2 separate regions of the Zea mays genome follow, and region 1 is linked to region 2. A link is a contact called in public Hi-C data. All regions are on one chromosome and are shown on one strand. The core of a region is the stretch at or near the end of the contact, and the rest is flanking DNA. Distances in the headings are between cores, read along the strand shown.

Region 1 (6,125 bases), core at 33-2,532, 730 kb after region 2:
TGCTTTGATTTTTTTTTCTTGCTTCGTTTGTGCTGCTTTGCAACTAGTGAGAACATTTTTTGTTATTATGATGCTTGTGCTCTGTTTACTCTCTTCAATCTTGGTATATACGGAGAAGGCAAATTTTAAGGCCTTCCATGTTGACCTGTTTGTTCATTAGAACATCGATTTGATTTGGTGGCATCCCTGTGTTGTTGACATAACACTGTTTATTTGGTTTCTTCTATTACTACCGTTCCATCTATTAGCAGCTTCTGTATTTGAATCCTTGTGTCGTTTCCTGTTTGCTTGTTTTTTTTTAGCACGATTACTCTACTGGTCATATTGCCCGAGATCCTCAAAGCCAACATAATTTATTCTGCATGCAAATCTTCGGCTAAAATCGAACGCTTTAGCCAACTGGTTCATTTTCCAGCTGTGGGTGTATTGAAAAACCAGAAATTGGAATGTGCTTGTTTCATGTAATGTCACAAAGGGAATCGAGAATGGAACTTTGATATTGCATTGATCTCTTTGTACCTATATACAGTGGGAATGGACATGTTGAAAGGGTGTGGTCCCTTCGCAGAAGAGGTGTGGCCCTTCGGTAAGTAACCACCGATGACAGTTATGGTCACCAATAATGATTTTCAACACTCCCCTTAATCAACTCCATAATTCCTTCAAAAATCCTGTGGAAAAAATGAGCAATGTATAATTCGATGTCACTAAAACTCCTTTAAACATGTAAACCCTAATATGAGATTCTCAAGACTTGGGTCATTCAATGAATAATAATAGAGATTACTTTGATTATGTGTTCTACTTTTAATGCATATTTCTTTTGTTAAAAATAAATAAATACATGTTAAATAAATATGTGAAATTATGCATTATGTTGAAGTTTATTTATTTGGAAGGCTTAATTTTGAAGATTGAACTTTAGTTGGAGTTGAATTTGAAAATCAAAATCTAGGAAGAAAACTTTGATTAAGTACATTCACAGAAAGAGTTTAGTTTGAATTTTTGGAAATAAAAAAAAAGAAAGAAAAGGAAAGGAGAAGTTGGCGTCATGGGTAGAAACTTCACCTCATCGGCCCATTTAGGTTTGTTCGGTTAGCTCTCAATCCATGTGGATTGAGTGAGATTGGATGGGTTTAAATCACAAGCAAGTCAAACTTCTTAATTTTTTCCAATCCCATCAAATCTGTGGCTAACGGGATTAATCGAACAAGGCCTTACCTTTTTCTCCCCGTCGCGCTTGCTTCATCTGTTGCCATAGCGCTACCCAGCTCGCTCATGCGTTGGTTGCCCACTTGCCTCTGGTGTGTGGACCTGCCCTCACTAGAGCTCCTCTCACTACCGTGTTAAGCTCGCACGAGCGATGTGGATTTGGTTAGTTGAGTTCCTCTCGTTAGCCATTGGGAGCTTGGGACCAAAATCGCACCCCTGAGTCCCTGACTCCGGGTATATATACAAGGACGACCTTGTTTATCGCCATGAACGAGGGGGGGGGGTCAAGGATTATCTCAATCGAGCGTCGTCAGGCCACGTCGACCACGCACTATGCAGGGCATCGCTTTGCAGCGTCGAACCCACCGCAAATCGGGCCCCGGGCACACTTCGACGATCAAGCCAGGGCTTCGCTCCATCGCAGCGTCGCTGACCCCTCTTCGTCGAGCTTCGTCGCAAGGTCAGATCACATGTACAAGGATGCAACGTATTCCCTGAGTGAACACTCGTCTAGGGCCTCGGCCGAGCGGCCATGGCAGACTCGACGCTTAACCCTCGGGTGGGGAGAGCCTGTAGTCCTCACCCTGCGCAACCATGCGGTGCGTCGGTAGGTAGGAGGGTTGGTGGTCGTTAATTCGGCGATGTAGGGCGGTGATTGAATCTAGGGTACCGATTCGGCCGAAGGGCTATCTGGGTCGTGGATCGACGGGTGTGTGGTTGAGATTTAAATTCTGGCATTTTGAATCACATACGTCGATATGAGATCGTAGGGACTATATTACGTACCTGTTCGGTGTGGGCTGGGTCTAATCTGGACCGCCAGATCACGATCGGATGGCTGAGAAACAAACGTACCCCTTCGCCGTGGAGTTTTTATAAAAGAGCCCCTCGAGTTTGGAAGAATAAACCCGCAATGTACTCGTATAGAAAGAATAGAACAACAAGGTCCTAATTCTTGCGAATTTAGCCCTTAACTTTTGGAAAATAATATCCACACACCAAATGAACTCCTCTCACTTATAAAGGAATTATGAAAATGATTTTTCTTATAAAAATAATACCAATAACTTGGAAATTCATATCTTCATCGTTTTAACTCCGAATTGACCCGGTCAAATTGCGTTAGGTTCATAATAAACTTTGCTATACAGTGACAACCATTGTTTTGTCATGTCATACACTTTTATATTTAAATATTTATTTACCACATATATAGTAGGTTGATCTTTCCGATCAAAGAAATGTGTTTATGATTATAAGTTGATAGAAGATAGTTTCTAAGTAAGATGATCTTTAATTCATATCTTACCTGATTTATAAATCGACTAATAATCTAGGTTTGTCATAATTAGCACCTAAAAGTTCATATAACTATATCTTTTCAACCATAACTCCAATTTTAGTGGTTCTCCAATCTATGATCTTGTAGCAACGCGTATATCATTATTATGCGGTTTGTTCTCATGTTTGATGTGATGTTAATTTCTTCTATACATATTGTTTGTTTGTATTGTTGCGAGTAGACGAGCAAGTGATCGATGAGTCTCAGGTTGAAGATCCTGAGAGGAGCTCGCTGAAGGCAAGTTGTGCCCTTGATCACTCTTATTTACCCAATAATGTTCATGTTAATCAATGTGACATGTTCAGGTTAATTTTATGGGACCTAATAGGCTACCCTAGTTTAGTTTACCTTGCTCCTTGCTTACCACTGAACTATTGGGTAGTATCTGCTATTGCTCTATGTGGTTTTGGGTGTTATGATACATATTATTCATGACCATGGTATTTACTGTCGATGGATTATTTACTGTTCATGACAAGACTATTGTGTTAATTGGAACATGGAGAACCACCCGAGAAAATAGTGCTACCACAGGGTGGAATGAGACGCCCTTTGTTGATTAATTAGGAAAGCTAGTGTGTGTTACACCCTGTTTGTTTTGGATTATAATCTCTCCAGATTATATAATCTAGCAGGTAAACAAACACCTAGATTATGGGTTTAGATTATATAATCTAAAGCCCAAATTATGATAATTTCATAATCTCCTCAAGAGTAGCTTATTTGAGATTATTTTCGGCAAAAGACCCACTACCCATGGTTATGTAAATAGAAATTACAATATATGCCATCCTTCTTCCCTCACCTCAAATAAACAAACAAGGGTATTGTTGTCTTTGTGAATAATCTAGACTACCAAACAACTACATGTAAATTATAATCTATCTAGATTATAATCTGAATTATATAATTTAGATTATAATCCAGATTATATAATATATAAGCTGTAACAAACATGCCCTTAATCCTTTCTCGAAAAGGGCAAGCGGGGTGGACGAGTGTATGTGTAGGGAGGTCCTCGAGTCGGACTGTCTTTTTAGCTTTTCGGACGAGGCATTCCTATATTGCCTTTGTCCCGGAATCCGTAGCGGGTTCTCTCCTCTGGTGGAACTTTGTAAAAGCCTCCCACTGTACCCTCGCCTACTCACATTGGTAGTATTTAAGGGTCCGATCACCCGAGATGATAGAGGGAACACGTCTTGTGAGTAAAGATGCACAACCTCTGCTGAGCGTAAAACTGGTATATCAGCCGTGTTCACGGTCAAGGTCGGCTCAAACACTCACATGAGTAACTTATGAAATAAACTTAATTGTCATATGCATTGTATTGTGGGATTATTTATTATTAATTGTGACATGTTATTTAATTGAGTTGGTAAATACCTATAATTAGTAACTGATAATAAAATTTTGACCAACTTGTTAAAAACAATGCTCAACCTTAACCATTATTTGTTGCTCAACCTTACACTACACGTGAACTCCCACCGTAAGTGAGCTCATGCACATTAATCTCCATACTTGCTGAGCGATGAACACTGTGAGCTCACCCTTGCAATAAACCCTCCACAGGTGAAGAGCAGGTGCCACCGGAGGAGGACTACTACGACGACTTCGACGAGATGTATGTGTTGTCTCCCAGTCAGCTTGATGGCGCCGAGGAAATAATATTAGTTCGATTTATTTATTATCAGTTATTTTGTAAGGCATTTTCGTTATGTAATAAAGTTTGTGACATTCGTCTCTATACACTGAGTCATTGTATGTGTTGATCTTGTCTGGCACACATATGAGACGCACCCGAGTTTACCTTTAAAACCGGGTGTGACAGAAGTGGTATCAGAGGAATATTGACTATAGGACGTAACTTGGATAGACTTAGACAAAACCCTTACCTGCTTACCTTTACTCTAATTCTTTCTATACTTTCCTTTGATCGTGTCTCACCTTTTAGTTGTTCTACTCTGACTATCCTTATCTTTTCTACTCTAAAAGACAAAAGGGATTTCATACCTTGGATTCCTATACCTACAAATATCCAAAGAGATAAGAGACAAAAGTAATATATATAGTTTATGTATTAGGAGCTCTGGGCTCTCTCTAACTAGAGAAAGCCCTGACCCTCACCCGACTAGCCCACAAGATGTTTCAGATGCACCGTCTGATCCATTCAATATAATGTCAACAGACTTTTATGCTTTGTTGTACACAAGTTTACGCTTAATTTGTCATATTATCTGAAATCGCCTCCTGTACTATAATATAAAATCGAATGCGATGACTGCTTTGCCCGAGAAGACTAGGGTTTCAGCAGCGGCGGCTGCCGATCCCCATTCCCCGATCCGAAGCACCTCAAACCACCGCTCTGCCCAGTTCCACCCAGCGCAGCGCGGCTGTCTTCGGCGGCAGAGACGTCGCAGGAGCTGCTGCTCGACTTCAAGGCGTCCCTTTAGGACCCGTCGGGCGCTCTCTCCGCCTGGTCGCACTCCATGCCCTACTGCAACTGGCCGCACGTCGCCTGCGCCACCAGTGCCGCCGCAAACACGATCGTCTCGGTCTCCATCTCGCTCCAGGGCCTCGGCCTCTCGGGCGAGCTCGCTGCCTCCTCCCTCTGCCGCGTGCGGGGCCTGGTCGTGCTGAGCCTCGCGTCCAATGGCTTCGAGGGCCAGGTGCCCGCTGGCCTCACCGCACTCGGCGGCATCCTCCAGGTGCTCGACCTCGAGGAGAACCTGCTCTCCGGCGTGCTCCACCCGGCGCTTTTCGACAACCTCACCAGCCTTTTGAACGGTAAGATTTGTTATTCTTTAGTTATACAATTTCTAGTAGAGACAACTTAAGTATTACAGCTATGTGTTAGGGAGGGTTCAGGAAGAAGAATGAATTTTGTATTAAGCATATGTGCATAATAGGACTTTGATTCTCAAGTCCTGCAATATTGGAAGTATGCATAACAGAGTTTATTAAAGAAATAAATGTCCTCACTTGCTGGCAGTTTGCCCATTGTATTTTTGTAAATTAAGGTTATTAAAGAAATAAATGTCCTCACTTCCTTCGAAAATATAGTATCTCATGGGTTAATTTATGATCTTAGCACTTGCTACGGCCTATAGGGTTTATATAGGTTCACATCTTCTTAGTGTCCACTAGGCTTCTTCAGCTGCATTGTTTGTAAGGGACAGAAACTAGCTAACTGTTGTGACTTAATTACTCCTCCATTTTCCCTGTTGATTAAACTGATATCTGAAAAAAATAAGAATTTCGCTGCCAAAGATATACTTATGTTGATGATTTTAGAACCTTGTATCAATTATCGACAGTTCGTGCTGGCTTACAACTTCTAAATAGTCAACGAATTCTTTGGAATTAAAATTTCTTTAAAAACACATGGGATAAACAATAAAATTCGCTAGACCACAAAATATATTGTCTCTTTCTTGCACAGATGCTCAATCTACCTGTTTACTGACATATACTGTATGTCATCTATGCAAATTCTAAATAAAAAAACTGTAGTGCCACATGGGTTAGTTTTTATGATCTTAGCACTTGCAATGGCCTATATATGCGGTTT
Region 2 (5,893 bases), core at 3,164-5,663:
TTGGGCAACTCGGTGCGCTGCTTTGAAAACCGCCGGATGTACTCTCGTAGGGATTCCCCTGGCTGCTGGCGGCAGCTTCGGAGGTCCCATGAGTTCCCAGGGCGCACGTACGTACCTTGGAAGTTTCCCGCGAAGGCCTTGACCAGGTCGTCCCAGTCGGAGATCTGCGAAGGAGGCAGATGCTCCAGTCATGCCCGGGCAGCGTCGGAGAGGAAAAGGGGGGTTGCGGATGATGAGGTTGTCGTCATCCGTCCCTCCCAACTGGCATGCCAGTCGGTAATCCGCAAGCCACAACTCCGGCCTAGTCTCCCCTGAGTACTTGGTGATGGTAGTCGGGGCTCGGAACCGGGCCGGGAATGGCGCCCGTTGTATGGCCCGGCTAAAGACTCGTGGACCTGGTGGTTCGGGCGAGGGGCTCCGATCCTCCTCACTGTCGTAGCGTCCTCCGTGCCTGGGGTGGTAGCCTCGGCGCACCCTTTCCTCGAGGCAAGCTCGACAGTCGCGGCGGTGTTGCTCGTCGCCGAGGCGGTCCGGGGCTACAGGCGTCCCGTCCTATGTGCGCTCGGTGTGGGTCGAGGCCTCCCGTACGCGTCGGGAGGGCGTTGCCTGATGCCCAGAGGGGCACCCTTGCCTTCGGGAGGCAGAGCTCTCGGCTCGTCGGACTGCAGCGTCTTCCAGGAGACCCTTGAGTTCGCCCTGGATACATCGCCCCTCGGTGGTGGATGGCTCCGGCATCGTTCGAAGTAGCATCGCCGCTGTAGCTAGATTCTGGCCGACCCCGCTGAAGGCCGGGGGCAGCCCTGCCCTGGCATCGTCAACGATACGGCGCTAGATGTCTCGGGCCCGATGACGCGCTCCTCCGGCAAGTGCTCGGCCTGCCCACTCCTGCTTGATGTTTTGTCGGAGCTGCACAAGCCGCCCCGCTTCTTCGTCGAGCTTGGCCTGCATTTTGCGGAGTTGCTCGAGCTGTGTGTCCTGACCCCCTGCAGGGACTGGGACCACAGCTAGCTCCCGCAGGATCTCAACGCGAGACGCAGGCACAGGAGCGTCGCCATCTTCTGGCATGCTGAGGTGGTTGTCTCTATTGTGATCCCTCTGATCGATGTGGAAACACTCGTGACTTGGGTCGTAACCCTCGTCGTCAAGGCTGTGGTCATCGTCGGAGCAGCCGGAGAGGCAGTAGTCACATGCGGACATGAAGTCTCGCATGGCACTGGGATCACGGAGTCCAGAGAAATCCCAACCGAAGTCGGGACCGTCGTCTTCCTCGGAACCCGCGGATCCAGAGGTCCAGACGACCGTCAGTCGATCCCAAGATGACCACATATGGTACCCTGGAAGGTCAGGATATGCCCTCGCGAAAGCGCTCACCGAAGCGGGGTCGCTTGGTGGATCAAAGTTGAATCTAAAGGGAACAGGGTGGAAAACGGACGGTACCTTTTGGTTGATGGACGGTGGTGGAGTCACGTCGGGGACAGAATGCACCGTTATCTCAGGTACGAGGCTAACGCCCAGCAAGTCCTTCACGAGGGCGCTGGCGTCATCAGTCCGCTTGGGGTTGGCACGTAGCGGGGAAGCGATACCCGTCGTTGTCTCAGGTGCGAGGACAACACCCGACATGTCCCCCGCAGGGGTGCCGGCGTTGTCAATTCGCTCTGGTCCGACAGCCGACGAGGTGTCGCCTCCTGCCTGGCCACGGTTGCCCCGTCTCCTCCTCCTCCGACGAGGAGGGTGGCGGGACAAACCCGGGTGTTCCTCTTCTGCCACGGGGGAAGTCGTCGTCGAGTTCACCGCTGCCGGGCGAGCCTACGATCGTCGTTGTTGTCGCGCTGCGGGGGGAGGGGTACCATGTCATAGCTGCCGTCGCGGGACATGAACTCGAGACTCCCGAAGCGAAGCACCGTCCCCGGCTGAAGAGGCTGCTGAAGGCTACCCATCTGGAACTCAACGGGAAAGTATTTGTTAACACGCAGTGAGCCCCTACCTCGCACACCAACTGTCGGCGTTTCGGACCCGCGAGGTCTGTCAACCGACCAGTGAATTTGTTGCTGCGTGCCCCTGCCCAGATGGGTTGATGCAAGATGGAACACAAGCGAGGGAATGAGGCTTATATTATCTTGCATCGGGGTGCTCGTAGTAGGGGTTACAAGCGTCACGAGAGAGCGAGGGCGAGAGCAAGGGAGAGAGAGAGAGTCTCTCCGTGCGTTCGTCTCTGTCTGTCTCGTCTGCCCCGCCTCCCTCTATCTCAACGTCTCTGTGTGTGTCAACGTCCACGTCCGCCTCGTGCCTTAGGAAGGCCCTGGACATCCCCTTTTATAGACACAAGGAGATGCCCAGCTGTACAATGGGGGGTAGCTATGTGCTAACGTGGCTGGCGGAGAAGCATCTTGAGCCCTATACGCGTGCTAACGTGGCTATCGGAGAAGTGCCTTGAGCCCTGTAGAAGCATAGCTGGCGGTGCGGCATGGATCCTGCTGACGTTTGCTTGCTTCCGTAGGGGGTTTGAGAGCAACCGACGTCATGGGCGCACACGGGGAACCATCATTACCTGTTACCGGAGTAACCTTAGATGGGACACCGGTCTTGTTCCTTCGTAGACTGAGGAAGCTAGCTAGGGGTAGGGTAATGATGTATCCCCTGTAGCGTAGTCGGTCCGAGGCCCAGGTCGGGCGAGGCAGAGACTTCTCCTGAGGCCGAGGTTGAGGTCGGGCGAGGATGAGACTCCTCCCGAGGCCGAGGCCGAGGCTTAGGCGAGGCGGAGCTCCCTGTTGCGCCCGAGGCTGAACTCGTGAGAGATCACGACTCAGTTTTACCTTGGTGGTTGGCACAGTAGCCGGAGCGGGGCGAACAGTGTTGTTTTCCTGTCAGAACAGTCAGTAAAGGGGCGAAGTGACCGCGGTCACTTCGACCTTGCCGACTGAGGCACGCGTGTCAGGATAAGGTGTCAGGCGATCCCCGCATTAAATGTGCATGCGATACGGTCGGTTGGTAGGGCGATCCGGCCGAGGTCGCTGCACGACAAAGTCTGCCCGAGCTTAGTCTCGGGTGAGACGGGGGTGCGTCTGCTGACTGAAGGGACTCTCGGGCGAGGCGTGAATCCGTCCGGGGCTACCGTCCTTGCCCGAGGCTGGGCTCGGATGAGGTCACGTCCCTTGGTAGATGAGGTCTTGACTTGAACCACACTTTATCAGCCGTTTATGGTTTGTTCTGAAGATGTTTTTTAGCCGCGTTTAGGAGCATTTGGGGTACCCCTAATTACGGTACCCGACATCAGGTTTTAGACTTAGTCATGTGAGAGGAATTGAGTGGCTTTTTGCAAATAAGCCCATTTCACATCTTTTGACTTGGAAATCCTCATATATGTGAACCATATGCTTTAGGGTACCCTAATTCCTTGGTTTTTGCACTTGGGTCCAAAAGTGGTTAAAATTTACATATAACCCCTTAGGGTTTTTGTCTAGGGTTTTCCAGGGGTCTATTTAGGGTTTTTGGTACTTCTAGGGTTTGAACACTACTTGAGTTCATTAAGTGGGATATCTTATGATTATTTCTCATGAGTTTTGAAGTTTTCTCTCAATTAGGCTTTATTTACACTTCTAAGCCCAGTTTAGGGTTAAGTACCCTACTCTAGGGTTCCACCCATGACAAGTCACATCAATACAACTTGTTTGAAATTTTTGCCTAGTGAATGCATTCTAAGTGTAACAATCACATGATATGCTTATGCTCATGATGTTATGCTCAAGTTTTAGTGACAGTAACACCAGGGGTGTTACATTCTTGATTCATAGCATTTTAGAACAAGTGACCAACAACTACTTTGGCTAGTCAGGATAAGTGTAACACCATAAAATCCTAATTCTGTGAGTTTGCAAGAATTCACCCAAGTTTTAGATAAACATGTTTTCTAACAATAAATTGGAAACAAGTTTCTCATATAAAAGTTATCCTTGGTTGAATTTTATATTCTCTAAAGATTTAAACTAAGTAAAGATTATATAGTTATGATTTTACATAAAAATAAATAATAATAATCATTATATTTTTAAATGCATTGTCTCAATTAAATGATATGAAGGAGTCCTTAATTATTTAATTGTGTGATTCATTCTTTACTAAATGTATGAATTCTAGAACATTTACTTGAAACGATAGAATAATAATAGTAAAAGATATACTTTGCATCATGCTGTGTTTTTGTTTTTGCATTCAAATATGTGGATCTCAACTTCAAAACTAGATTCAAAATAGGAATTTGAAAATAGAATAGAAAAACAAAAACAGAAAAGAGAAGAAATGGAAAATGACATGCTCTCAAGCTAACTTTTTTCAGCCCAACTCGCCTTCCCGCTGGCCCGAGCCTGCCCAGGCGTGTGGACCTGCTCTTCGCGCGGCCCAGCCTCGTGCTCGCTCGCCGCACCATCCTCGACAAGTGGGCTCCACTGCCCTAGGACAACACCGCACGCGAGGGGAAATCAGACGTTGGAAGGTGGGTCCACTGCATCAGCCGACCTATGCTTAAACATCGTGCGCCATTGACCGATGTCTGGGTCCGCCGTGGTAGATCCATTTCCCAGATAGGATCATAACAAATTGAGCAAATGACAACAAACTTCATCCAACTCCGCCGATTGTGTATGGCCAGCGTCCGTGGCTTCGGCCATATAAAGCATGGGCACTGTGCGAACCCCTCCCATCCATCGCAAGCCACCGCCCGGGAGGAAGGAAGACCACCATAGTGTGTGGAGTGCGAAAAGCGCATAGAGGGGAGGAGAAGCCACCGACGCCAACTCGTGCAGTTATCGTTGTTGCGTCTTCACAGAGGGGTTGAGGTGGAAGGATGAGGTACACCGATCACGCGCGTAGCACCCTTACACCATGGGGTTGATTGGAGTCACCTCTATTGCTCGCTGGGGGTCGAGAGGAGATCCACCACCATAGAATCGGGTTCACATCGCTGTTCTGCCCTCGGGTGTGAAACCAAGAGCTTCACTCAGCCGCGCAAAAGGTGTATGTAACTTCTCTTGGGCGGATTTGCGGTCGGGGCTACCAGGATTGCTTGTCAGAGTTCACCCCACCCGCTGATCCGTAGAGCACTGTCGACCGGCTTGACCACGACGCCAACGGCGGTGAGATTTCTTCCCCAGTGTTTGCCATTGTCTCTTCCTCACGTCAACCACGTCGGGTCAAAGCATTGCAAGTCGGGGCGAAGGTTCGCGCATGTCGACGATGGCTTCCACCACGGGAGGACGGGCGCGCCGTTGTCTGGGAATTGAATAAGGAAGCGTGTCCTCGACCGTTGATCTGTCTAGTGATGGTAGAGATTAGATCTTCAAAATAACATTTCGACCGATGTAAATCGAGGTGTAGGATCGAGATCGGGTTGTTCAGTGCATGTGCACTCGAGTCAGCCGAGTCAATTTGATAAAGAGCCCCTCGGAGAAGTGAAAATTAACCCGCCATCCATGTGAATAGAAAGATCCCTACATTCGGGTCCAAACTTTTGTAGGGCAGCCCCTGAATTTTCAAAAAAGCTTCAAGCGCAGTCCAAAAGAAAAACCAGGAAAATAATAAATGAATATAGAAAATGATTTTAGTATCAAAATAATTCCCAAAACTTCGAAAAATCATATCTCCTACATTTTAATTCGGAATTTAGTGGTTCTCAAACCGACATATTCATACCGCTGCGAATAGACGAGAGGTCACAAGGAACCTGAGGCTTCAATTGGAGAAGTACCTGGAGTTGCACCAAAAAGGCAAGTTGTGTCCTTGATCACATTCTTTGACCTAATAATGTTCATGATTAATCACCGTGGCATAATCAGGTTAAACTGATGGGACCTAACAGGTTGTCTAGCTTGTTTACCCTACACCTTGCAAACAAATGAAT

The links. A called contact is a pair of places that touch in the nucleus more often than the background predicts.
Region 1: a contact with region 2 is called in a Hi-C map of ear, with 1.5 times the contacts expected there. The contact joins two enhancer-like sites. A contact is called at or near these places in 2 of 25 Hi-C or Micro-C datasets (ear and tassel).

The regions. Positions count from the first base shown.
Region 1 is chr10:111,495,864-111,501,988 of Zm-B73-REFERENCE-NAM-5.0, forward strand. No RefSeq gene overlaps it. Among protein-coding and RNA genes, the nearest start is that of LOC100383202, 7.6 kb to the left of the region's middle. Within about 2 kb of position 1,283, at least 3 of the 20 cell types and tissues checked have an H3K27ac peak or open chromatin away from gene starts, as enhancers often do. A contact at or near this core is called in ear, where this site is marked.
Region 2 is chr10:110,763,863-110,769,755 of Zm-B73-REFERENCE-NAM-5.0, forward strand. No RefSeq gene overlaps it. Among protein-coding and RNA genes, the nearest start is that of LOC100217064, 12 kb to the right of the region's middle. Within about 2 kb of position 4,414, at least 19 of the 20 cell types and tissues checked have an H3K27ac peak or open chromatin away from gene starts, as enhancers often do. A contact at or near this core is called in ear, where this site is marked.